Regions from separate parts of the Anas platyrhynchos genome. Here region 1 is linked to region 2. Evidence: chromatin contacts called from public Hi-C data. All regions are on one chromosome and are shown on one strand. The core of a region is the stretch at or near the end of the contact, and the rest is flanking DNA. Distances in the headings are between cores, read along the strand shown. Region 1 overlaps STARD13 (StAR related lipid transfer domain containing 13). Region 2 has its middle 13 kb from the start of STARD13.

Region 1 (4,760 bases), core at 1,869-4,368, 75 kb before region 2:
ACCAGACCACCATAGTAAATAAATGTTCTAGACTGATCTAGGCCTTTCAAGATACCAGTGAAAAACAGGTCATGTTGCATCTCAGTGCAATGAGTAGGGATTAAAAAAGAACTCACACATTTCTTCTCCAAAGACGGAATTGCTGCTACCTCAGTAGCTTTTTAAATGCTAACAAAACTTAAAGCTCTAATGCTGTGCTTGCATGCTACATAAATATCTCCTTATACTAAAATAAGGAAACCTCTATGGAGACATGCTGTGTCCTCATCAGATCCTTGTTCTGTTCTGTGTGGAAATGAGAATAGATTTCTCCTATATTGAAAGTCATTAAATTTAGAAGAGCACAGGGTAGGCAAATCACAGAATCATAAAATATCCCAAGTTGGAAGGGACCCACGAGGATCATCAAGTCCAACTCCTGGCACCGCACAGGTCTGCCTGAAAGTTTAGACCATGTGACTAAGTGCACAACCCAATCACTTATTAAATTCAGACAGGCTTGGTGCAGTGACTACGTCCCTGGGGAGCCTGTTCCAGTGTGCAACCACCCTCTCGGTGAAGAACCTCTTCCTAATGTCCAGCCTAAACTTCCCCTGCCTCAGCTTGATGCACCCCAGGGTACGGTTGGCCCTCCTGGCTGCCAGGGCACACTGCTGGCTCATATTCAACCCGCTGCCAACTACAAACCCCAAATCCCTCTCTGCGGGGCTGCTCTCCAGTGTCTCATCGCCCAGTCTGTATGTAAAGCCAGGGTTGCCCCATCCTAGGTGCAGGACCCGGCAATTGCTCTTGTTAAACTTCATGCGGTTGGTGATCGCCCAGCTCTCCAATCTGTCCAGATCTCTCTGCAAGGCCTTTCCACCCTCATACGAGTCCACAACTCCTCCAAGTTTGGTGTTGTTGGCAAATTTGCTCAGAACACCATCTAGTCCTACACCCAAATCATTTATAAAGACATTGAAGAGGACTGGCCCTAAAATGGAGCCTTGAGGGACCCTACTAGTGACCATCCGCCAGCCAGATGTGGCCCTGTTTATCACAACCCTTTAAGCCCTGCCCGCCAGCCAATTGCTCATCCATCGGATGATGTTTTTCTTAAGTTGTATGCTGGACATTTTGTCCAGTAGGATCCTATGGGAAACCACATCAAAAGCTTTGCTGAAGTCCAAAAAGATCACATCAGCTGGTTTCCCTTGATCTAATATACCCATGTGGAGCCCAGAGGACTCCCCTGTGCCATGACCATGTCAGACACTGATGTGTACAGAGTAAACTTTACTGCTGGTTGCTGAGAGAAAGGGAAACAAGTGAGACTTGTGGAAAGCACAGTGTTTGCCTGGAGATCAGTAATTCAAAAATAACATGAAAATGTAAATTCCTGGAGATTTACAGTTAAAAATAACATCCAGAACAGTAACAGTCGATACAAGTGATCGTGGTGGTATTATAAAAATGATCTCATGGCCCTCATAACACTTCGGAGACATCAGACATAAACCCCATCAAGGGTAAAGCAAACTTTGGGGAAAAGCCTTCAAAGACCCTAGAAGAGAAGCCACCATTAGGCTCAACTGCAGCACAGACACACTGGAGGAAGCGCCAGTGCCTTCCTCTTGCTGCAGGCCCCTGAACAAAGTAAGCTGAGTGGCGTATCCCAAATTGGAGCCGGGTAAGCACTGCCTCGCCTGGAGCAACCCAAGCCAATACCGGCACCACACTCGCCCCATTGTCGGCTGTGGGCAGCAGGTAACTGCTAACAGGTCGCTGAGGCACGCTGTGCTTCCCTCAGTACTGCTGCAGCTCAAGTAGGCCTTTGTTTAGTATTAGTAAAAGAGTAACTACAATTATTAAGACGCTATTATTAGTTAATAGTTGAATTAAGCAAGGATTTGTCTACTGCCTTGATAACTGGAGCTAATCAGGCAGCTGTCAGCGCAAACCCTGACGAAAGCTGGTGCTCGGCGTGTGGCCAAAGGGCATTGCAGGTGCTGAGAGCTGTGAATCGATCCCTGCCTGACAGTGCCAGGGCTACCCCGGCAGTCTGACACTACACCCAAGTCGTTTTTCTGAAAATAACACTGTCAACATTTCCTTGAACAACGCTGGAACATATTCCAGAGATCAAGATGGTAAAGGATAAAGACAGAGGTGCAGCAACATCTGGCAAATTGCTCTATGTACATGAAGAACCTATCGTCAAATGCTAAGTGCCAGCGTACTTAAAATATAATAAAAAGTAATTAGTAATAGCAAGTGTTCCCATGTATTATAGCACAGCTATTCCCTGGTGTTTTTTTGTTTGTTTTTAAGAGTAAGAATCACATGGTACTTCTGTGGGGCCTATACTACATACAAACACATAATTACTAAAGCCACTCTTGACAAACATGAATCTGGTAAAATGGTACTTGTACTGTCATTATACTTATTACAAAACACACACACACACACAAAAATATAGAGAACAAAAGGGGTACTTTCCAAGATTCACAGGCATTCATGGGGTTCTTTCAAATTTGGTATTATTCCCTGCCCTAAAGTTCTCACAGTCTACTGTTGAGGAGAAATATCCAGGTTAGCAATACCCTTCTAAGCAGGAATCAGAAATTAATAGAGAAAATAACTGATGAAAGACATGCTCTTCAATTAAAGAGTACTCAAGGAAAGCTCTGCAAAAGATTGTTAAACACAATCTATGGATTTGTTGAGTGTTAAATACCTATTAATAAACCTATTTACTTATTTATTTTTTAAACCCATGACTGTATTAACCAGTCTTGAAACTCCTGGGGCTTAGTTTCTGTGCATTTACGACAGATGCACTCGTAACATCACGGTGTTTAGTGATGACCCTAATTTTGAAGCAGCAGCTTCCACATCCAGAGACCCTCCCTGGAGTTTTGGGGTCACAATACTCTAGTCCAACCCATTCAAAGGCAGCACAAAGTCTTTTTTCTAAAATTCTAAATTTTCTAAATTTTCTGAAAGTCTTTTTCTCTAAAAATCACACAACTGAGAAAGAACAAAGAAATGTTTCCTACACTTTAGCCTGAAGAGCAATTAGCTAACATCATAACCCTGAGGACATCGGATTGCACACAGACTCCTCAATATCTAGCAGAATAACTTTAATAAAAAACGACTTTCCACCCTTTGCACGGACAAACTTTATTTCAACCGAAATCACAGGGCAGGCAATGCTGCCTTCACGTTTTTAGGGCCAAGGGCAGAACTCGGGGCCACCCCCCCGGGGCCGCCATGCTGGCGGCGGGGCTGTGTGGGGACGGGAGGGAGGGGGGGGGGCGGGGCGGCTTCCCGCCCTTCCTTCCCGCCAACAATGGCCGCCGCCCGCGCGCCCAACGGCCCCAGCGCGAGCCCGAGCCCGCCCTTTCCACCAGCTCGCGCGGGAGGAGCAGGGGGCGTTGCCCCGCCCCGGCCAGCGCCCCGAGGTGCGCGCGCAGCACCGCCCGCCCCTCTCCCGCCTCCCCCGAGCCCCGCCCCTTTGGTGACGTAGGCGGGGTGGGCGGGGCCAGGCGGCGGCCGGCAGCTCGCGGGGCGGCGGCGCCACCTGGCGGGCGCCGGCGGGAGGCGGCGCCCGCGGCTCGGGAGCGCGCCCTGGCGGCGCGGGCGGGAAGCGCGCTCCCGAGCCGTTGGGGGCTGCGTGAGGGGGTCGGGAGCGCGCCTTGCCTTGCCTTGCCTTGGGGGGGGGACCGCTGCCCTCTCCCCGTCCCTCCCGGCAGCCGCTGGCCGCCCTCCCGCTGAGGGGAAGGGCTGAGCCGTGCCTGCAGAGGGCGAGGCTGAGCGCGGAGCCGCGCTCCCCACCGCCTCTCCCTCAGGGCCGTCAGGGGAACGAGCCCGGGGAGGCTGCGGGGAGCCCACGGGGGGCCCCGGGCCGTGAGGGGGGCGCCGGGCTCGGCCCGTGCCCAGCGGGCTCCGTCCCGCTGCCTCCTGCCGTGAGGGGCGGCCGCCGCCGGGCGCCTGCACAAAATGGCGCCTCTCGGGGCCCTGCCTCAGTTTCCCCAGCGGGAAACGGCCAAGCTGAGTTACCCGAGGCCTAAAATCACCTAAACACACGTTTTCTGAAGTATTTTTTTCGGTTACACCAGTTAGAGTGCCTCACAAGCATCCAAGCAGAGTTACCCGGGATCCAAAATTATCCAAACACACGTTTTCAGAAGCAATTCTGCAATAACACGTGCTGTATGAGCACCACACTTAATAAGCGCCTAATATCTGCACAGGCGTTTCTGAATTGTACGTGGACAATCTTCTGTTGTAAATGAAACGAAGCCAGGATAAATAACACTGGTGCAGGCATGACCGATTCTGCTCAACTTCAGAAAAATAATTATGTCGAACCTGATGTTTGATTAAATTGCCTTGATTTTGATAGTCTTTTATGAATAGCAGCATCTGAATGGGTAATTTCAGGCAGTTACACGTGTAAAAATTACCCAAATCCTAATAGCTAGGCAATGCTGGCTGTCAGAGGCGCGCTGCTCCAGCTGAAATCATAATTTTGTTTGAACCGCTTGATCCTACTGCAGTTTCCCTTGGTGCAGCTGATTGCTTTTGCTGGTGGCGAGGCAGAGCTCACCTCTGGTATTTGAATACAAAAGCAGACTTCAAAGACTGGAGAAAATTTTTTAAACTCATGTATTTCAGCTCAGGACAAGAGATAAATGACTAAAATTTAGTGTTTATGAAAGGGTTTAAAATTTACTTATTTTGTTTGGCATATTAAAATGAGCCCAATTGTG
Region 2 (5,307 bases), core at 1,150-3,649:
TGCCATACTTTTGAGACAAGACATTTTTATAAATTCAAATAATTTAGGAGAAGATTCCAAAAGCCTTTAGGTGCCTATGGCATAGCTCAAGCAGAATGGAGATGCCTGAATTCAAGTGAGTGAGTCACAAAAATTCTGCCTGTGGCATGCATACCTGAAAGGCACCTCAGCTGTCATCAGTAAAGTTATTTAGGCACCTAAAGTACAACTAATGCATATTCCCAGAGGCCTTCTTATCTTGGATGAGGTGAGTGTCTCAGCAGATATTTTACTTCACCTGTGTTTAGGCATTCTCTAACTAGTTTTCTGGATGCTTAAAATCCTTTGTAGATCAGGGATAGTTACACGCTGCTATCCTGTACCAACAACAATGAGCTCAGCACAAAGCAGAGTTCAAAGCCTTGCTGTTACCCAAAATCTTTTGAATGAGCATCCCTGTTGGGTGACACCCATCACTCGCACTACATAAAAGGTGAAGAACTACATGACTACTGGTAGGCATTTTCTTTTAAAAGAGTAAGCAAGCCATTCATACCCAAGCAGCAACTGAAGTGACTAAGAGGGAAGGCCTCTTTCCCAGGCACACAAATCAGAGGGAGAGGAGATAAGCAACTTCAGACACATCCCTCATTTCAGCATTTTCTCTGCATCTTTCTGCTTGGCATTTGGCTCTTGTAAATCCCACAGCCAGGTGCCTGACTCCATCCCTCAGCTGTACAGGATATTTAGGCAAGTAACTCAGGACTGTATATTTCTCTTTCCCAGCTGGGCACCAGAAAGTCAGGTCAGATGTCATCAGACCTGGTTCCCTCTGTATCTGAGCTTTTAGTACTTTTTTATTTTTTTCTTCATAACAGATGTTACTGTAAACCCAGATTCTGGCATACACTGGTCCAGAACTGCTAAGGAAGGACTGATTTGTCATCAAATTAATAATCAGAAAATCTGATTATTAATCAGAAAATCTGATTATTATTATTATTTTCTTAAAGAACAACTTTTGAAGCACATGCCTTCTAAGAATAAAATACTATAAATAAAGAACTCTAGATCATACCAATCTTGCCTAGTATTCCTGCTGCTATACTGAAAATGTCCTTATTGTAAGTGTAATGTCCATATTGAGTGTAAATTCATTGTTTTTAGTTTTCAGTGAATATTGCCAGCATGGCAATATTTTCTGTAAATGTGAAATTATCTAAATATAGGTCAACACTGCACCCAGTAGTACAGAAATTAAGGCTACCATGAGAACCAAACATTTGTGGAGCACCTCTGTATGTCCATATCTCAGCATATGACTGGGAAGGACCAAGTGGATTTACTATTCTGCAGACGCATGGTATGTGCAGCTAAAGGGAGGAAATAAAGTGCATTTTACAGTTGTCATCTGACCACCTGAGGACTGATGTTTTCTTCCCTTTCAGAATTAAGACAGCAGCTGTTGGAACAGCATATACAGACATGATTAAAAATAGCACATCCTTAACAGACAGTTTAAGCCAATATATAACTATGTAAATAAATATGCTCATGTCTGTTGGCCAAATGTTTTCACGATGTGAAATAGCACATATAGGATTGTGCTCCAAAACACAGGCTACAGAGAAAGTTCATCTGTGGAGGGCAAAATGAGAGACACAATGAAATGAAGGTCATTTTTTTGGAAGGTGTCTGTTATAAACAGTCAGGCACCTGAGGGATACTTGTTTTTCCTCTGTGCTTAGGATTTACCATTGCTGAATGAAGGCAGAATTTCTTCAAGATCAACAGAATGAGCAAAACATTAATTTCATAGCAATAGTCTTTGTAAGGCCATATTCCCACAGGCTCTGTAGAGCTGACACACGGGATCCTCCCAGTTTCCCCATCCCTGCCCTGCTACTGACTCTGGCCCACAGGGACTGCTCAGGGCTCTGCACTTGCCAGAACACGCACCCCAGGCACCTGCAGAGCAAACCCCGCTGTGTTGCTCTCAATGAAGGAAGTAAGGGGAAGAGCTACTTTTTTTTTTTTTTTTCTTCTTTTCTACTTCTTTTTTTCCTATTTCTACACTGATTTTAATGAAACGGGTGGGAACTTATTTACCAGTAAGATCCTTCATTGTCAAATGTGGCCAGAATTAGCTGGAGAAGATGTTTCTGGGGCTTGGCATTTATGCAAGGATCTATATGTTTGCTGGCCAGCTGCAGCATCTCTGAAAATATCTGTGCTTCCCACAACCTATGGATCTGCCTTGTCTCATTTTGTTCAGTCTGGTGTCCGTGATTGCTACAGATCTCAGTGTGTGTGGTGCTGTTCCCTTTTTACATTGTTTCCACTATTTGTTTTGGGATGTTTCCCCACTATGGGCTTGCGTGTGGAAACTCAAACCCATCCCAGTGGCGGGTGTCCAGCAGCAGCCTCCTCCACGCTCCTTCCAACGCCACCACCCTGACCAACCTTCCCGACGGTACTGCGTGCTGGTACACCGCCCCATGCTCCTGGGAAGTTACTTCAACAAGCCTGGGGACAGAGATCAAATGTAAAGTTTCAGCTAACTTCATCCATGGCACTTGGCGCTCAAATACCTTCCAGTGCTGCTCTGAATGCTGTGCAACTCATAACTCCGTGTATATCTACCTCCCGGTGGCTGTTTCTGGAGCTCTGACTGCCATTAATGCTCACAAATATTTAGCAGTAATGAACTGCCAGAAATGTCAAAGCCAGGAAGTAAAAAGCTACACCCACGATTCTTTGTACATTTTATTTCACTTTCATTAGGGCATAGCGAAACAGAGAAAATAGCTTCAGAAATGTTCATTTAGCCAGTTAGAGGAAAACGTGATTTTTAGTGTGATACTTGCTGCTGTATTTATCCATTTTCTCTGCTTGACCTTTTCCAGATCAGTCTCTGCTGTTTAGAAAATAGGCTGCCTTTGGTTCTTGCTAGATCTTTACCAAACATCAAATGGTTTTGCAGACATGCATGAAGAGATCAAAGGTATTGATAATTACCTGAAATCTGCTTGGTTGTGCCTTTCAAACTAATACGCTAGTAGGAGTTAGCTACGATATATATTACATTGAATAAAACTGAGAGAGTTTTGGAAGTTTCACTTGCAAGATTCATGATCATTCACAGTTTTGAGATAAACTACACTGCTAAATATCCCTAATTATCCTAACACTCATGTTGATTTCTCCCCTTTAGCAATTGAAGCTATATTTCATTCCTTTTTCAAAAAGTGAAATTGTGAGCTAAGAAACATTTGCAGCATCCAAACACGCACTCTCAGTCTGTCAGGACTTAAACAGATGCACAATTCATGAACTGAAACTACATGATATAACAACTCAACTATTTATTGACTTGAAGCAAAGCTTGTTACTAACAATAGCCTATTCAGACCAACCTTTCTTTTCTGATAAACACACTAAAACAAAAAACCATTTGGATTTCTCTCTCTTTCTCTCTCTCTTTGAAATACAGATGAACCCATTTTAGTTCTTATCATAGACAGGGAATGCTTTCTGATTTCTTTAGATAATTTTGAGCTTAAAGTTTTGCTTTAAAAAAATTTTGCAGCTTTCCTTAGAGGAGGATATTCCAGAGCAGCAGAAAATACATTAATTCATATTCTCCATCAGCTTGCTCACTTCAAGGTTGTAACAAAGTTCATCCCAAAATGATGTCAATAATTTATGTCAGTAAACATCTGTGTTCCTAATACACTGAATAGTTCATCATGCACATGACTCATATTTAAATCATTCATTCCAAGTTTTTAAATTATTAAGTGGAAAACAAGAAGAATGGAACAAAACTGCAATGTTTCACAGGAAAATCAAATTTTGGAAGCTCTGATCTTCTGAATAATCACAAAATCATTTAAAATGGTATGCAGCAATGGTGGAAAAAGCAGTAAATGGGCATAATATTGGAAATTTTGCTGTGATCTATGTTAGACACTCAGTGATGCCAGAGAAACATCTATCTTTAAATGTGAGCAACATGCATATTGAAAAATATATAGATGGATGAGACCAAGTATCAGTCGATACTAATAGAAATTTTGATCTCCTGTTTGCACTAGCAAAAACAGAAATAATGCCATAATCACTGCATTAGAGAACAATGCACTGAATTTATAACAGCTTAATGTCTTCTGTGTATGCAGTTTTTCAATGTAACTCAGACACAGAATTTATTCACAATTCACATTTTGTGATGGACATACATCCATCACAGCACCATTCAGCCAAATGACTCAGGAGGTCACTGCTGCAGAAACTTGTTTTTATTTGTGTAGGAAGCCATTATAGGTTTCTTAAATAAAAAAAAAGGCATGATAAGAGGAATTGGGGCTCTGGATGCAAAAGTGGAGGAGCTCAACAGGAAGGACTAGTGAATACCCATATGTAACCACAATACTGTTGGAAGATTCCAGGGCAAATTCACTTGAATAAATGAGTTGTCCAAGAGAATTATATCAAAGTTTTTCATTTGCCAGCAGTCTAACTTAATTACAAGCCTCTAGCTTATTGTTAGGTGGGAACTACTTTAGTTTTTCTTGTGGGACTTGGTTAATTTTGTATAACATCCAAATAGAAAAGGAAACCAGAGGGTGAGTGTCAGGATGTGTCTCTAGCACAATGGGTTGGGTGTCCTCCTGGAAATCTCTTACCCTGGGCTCTCAGCAATGTTTCCAAGTGAAACAATGCCAACACAAGGGGGTGACTCCTTTCTCCTTCCCTCTTGCCACACCTGGTTGGCTGGGACACCAGACCAGGGTATAAGAAGGTTGAACCTGGCCCCCACACCCAACATGATCGACAAGTCAAGGTCCTGGAAAACCCTGAAACCTTTGGTCAAATTCAGCCTGACTGAGGTCATATGAGCAGTTCCCATCCCAAAAGACTGGTTTCTTGGAAGGCCAGGAGAGCAATGGTGATTCCCAGGCAGTCCCTGGGCCATGCTGCCACTTTCAGTGCTGTGCCCAGTACTAATGGAGCTTTGGGGACTCAACTGTGGATGAAACCTCGCACTGATCCCCTGGGCAGGTACAGCTATGGGGGCACAGGCATATGGTACTGGACTTGCTGTGTGCTCCTGATGGCATGGATTTGCCAGAAGATTGTTCCACCTGGGGAACAAAAAGCCACAAGTAGTAGACTTCTCTTATTGTCAAGGATGCCAAGGATGGACAAGCTGAAGGATCCCTTGCTCTACCTGCTGCCCAGACATCCAAAGTTAGCCAGGAAACTTCCACTAAAAGTCCTTTAAACATAAACATGTAATGGCTAAAGGCACAATCTCCCATCAGA

Evidence for each region. A called contact is a pair of places that touch in the nucleus more often than the background predicts.
Region 1: a contact with region 2 is called in a Hi-C map of subcutaneous adipose tissue, with 2.4 times the contacts expected there. The contact joins two enhancer-like sites. A contact is called at or near these places in 5 of 8 Hi-C or Micro-C datasets (F1 follicle, liver, skeletal muscle and 1 more).

The regions. Positions count from the first base shown.
Region 1 is chr1:183,482,344-183,487,103 of IASCAAS_PekinDuck_T2T, reverse strand. All of the region lies in intron 2 of STARD13 (StAR related lipid transfer domain containing 13), which reads right to left. Among named protein-coding and RNA genes, the nearest start is that of STARD13, 63 kb to the right of the region's middle. Within about 2 kb of position 3,118, at least 8 of the 8 cell types and tissues checked have an H3K27ac peak or open chromatin away from gene starts, as enhancers often do. A contact at or near this core is called in subcutaneous adipose tissue, where this site is marked.
Region 2 is chr1:183,406,318-183,411,624 of IASCAAS_PekinDuck_T2T, reverse strand. No RefSeq gene overlaps it. Among named protein-coding and RNA genes, the nearest start is that of STARD13, 13 kb to the left of the region's middle. Within about 2 kb of position 2,399, at least 1 of the 8 cell types and tissues checked has an H3K27ac peak or open chromatin away from gene starts, as enhancers often do. A contact at or near this core is called in subcutaneous adipose tissue, where this site is marked.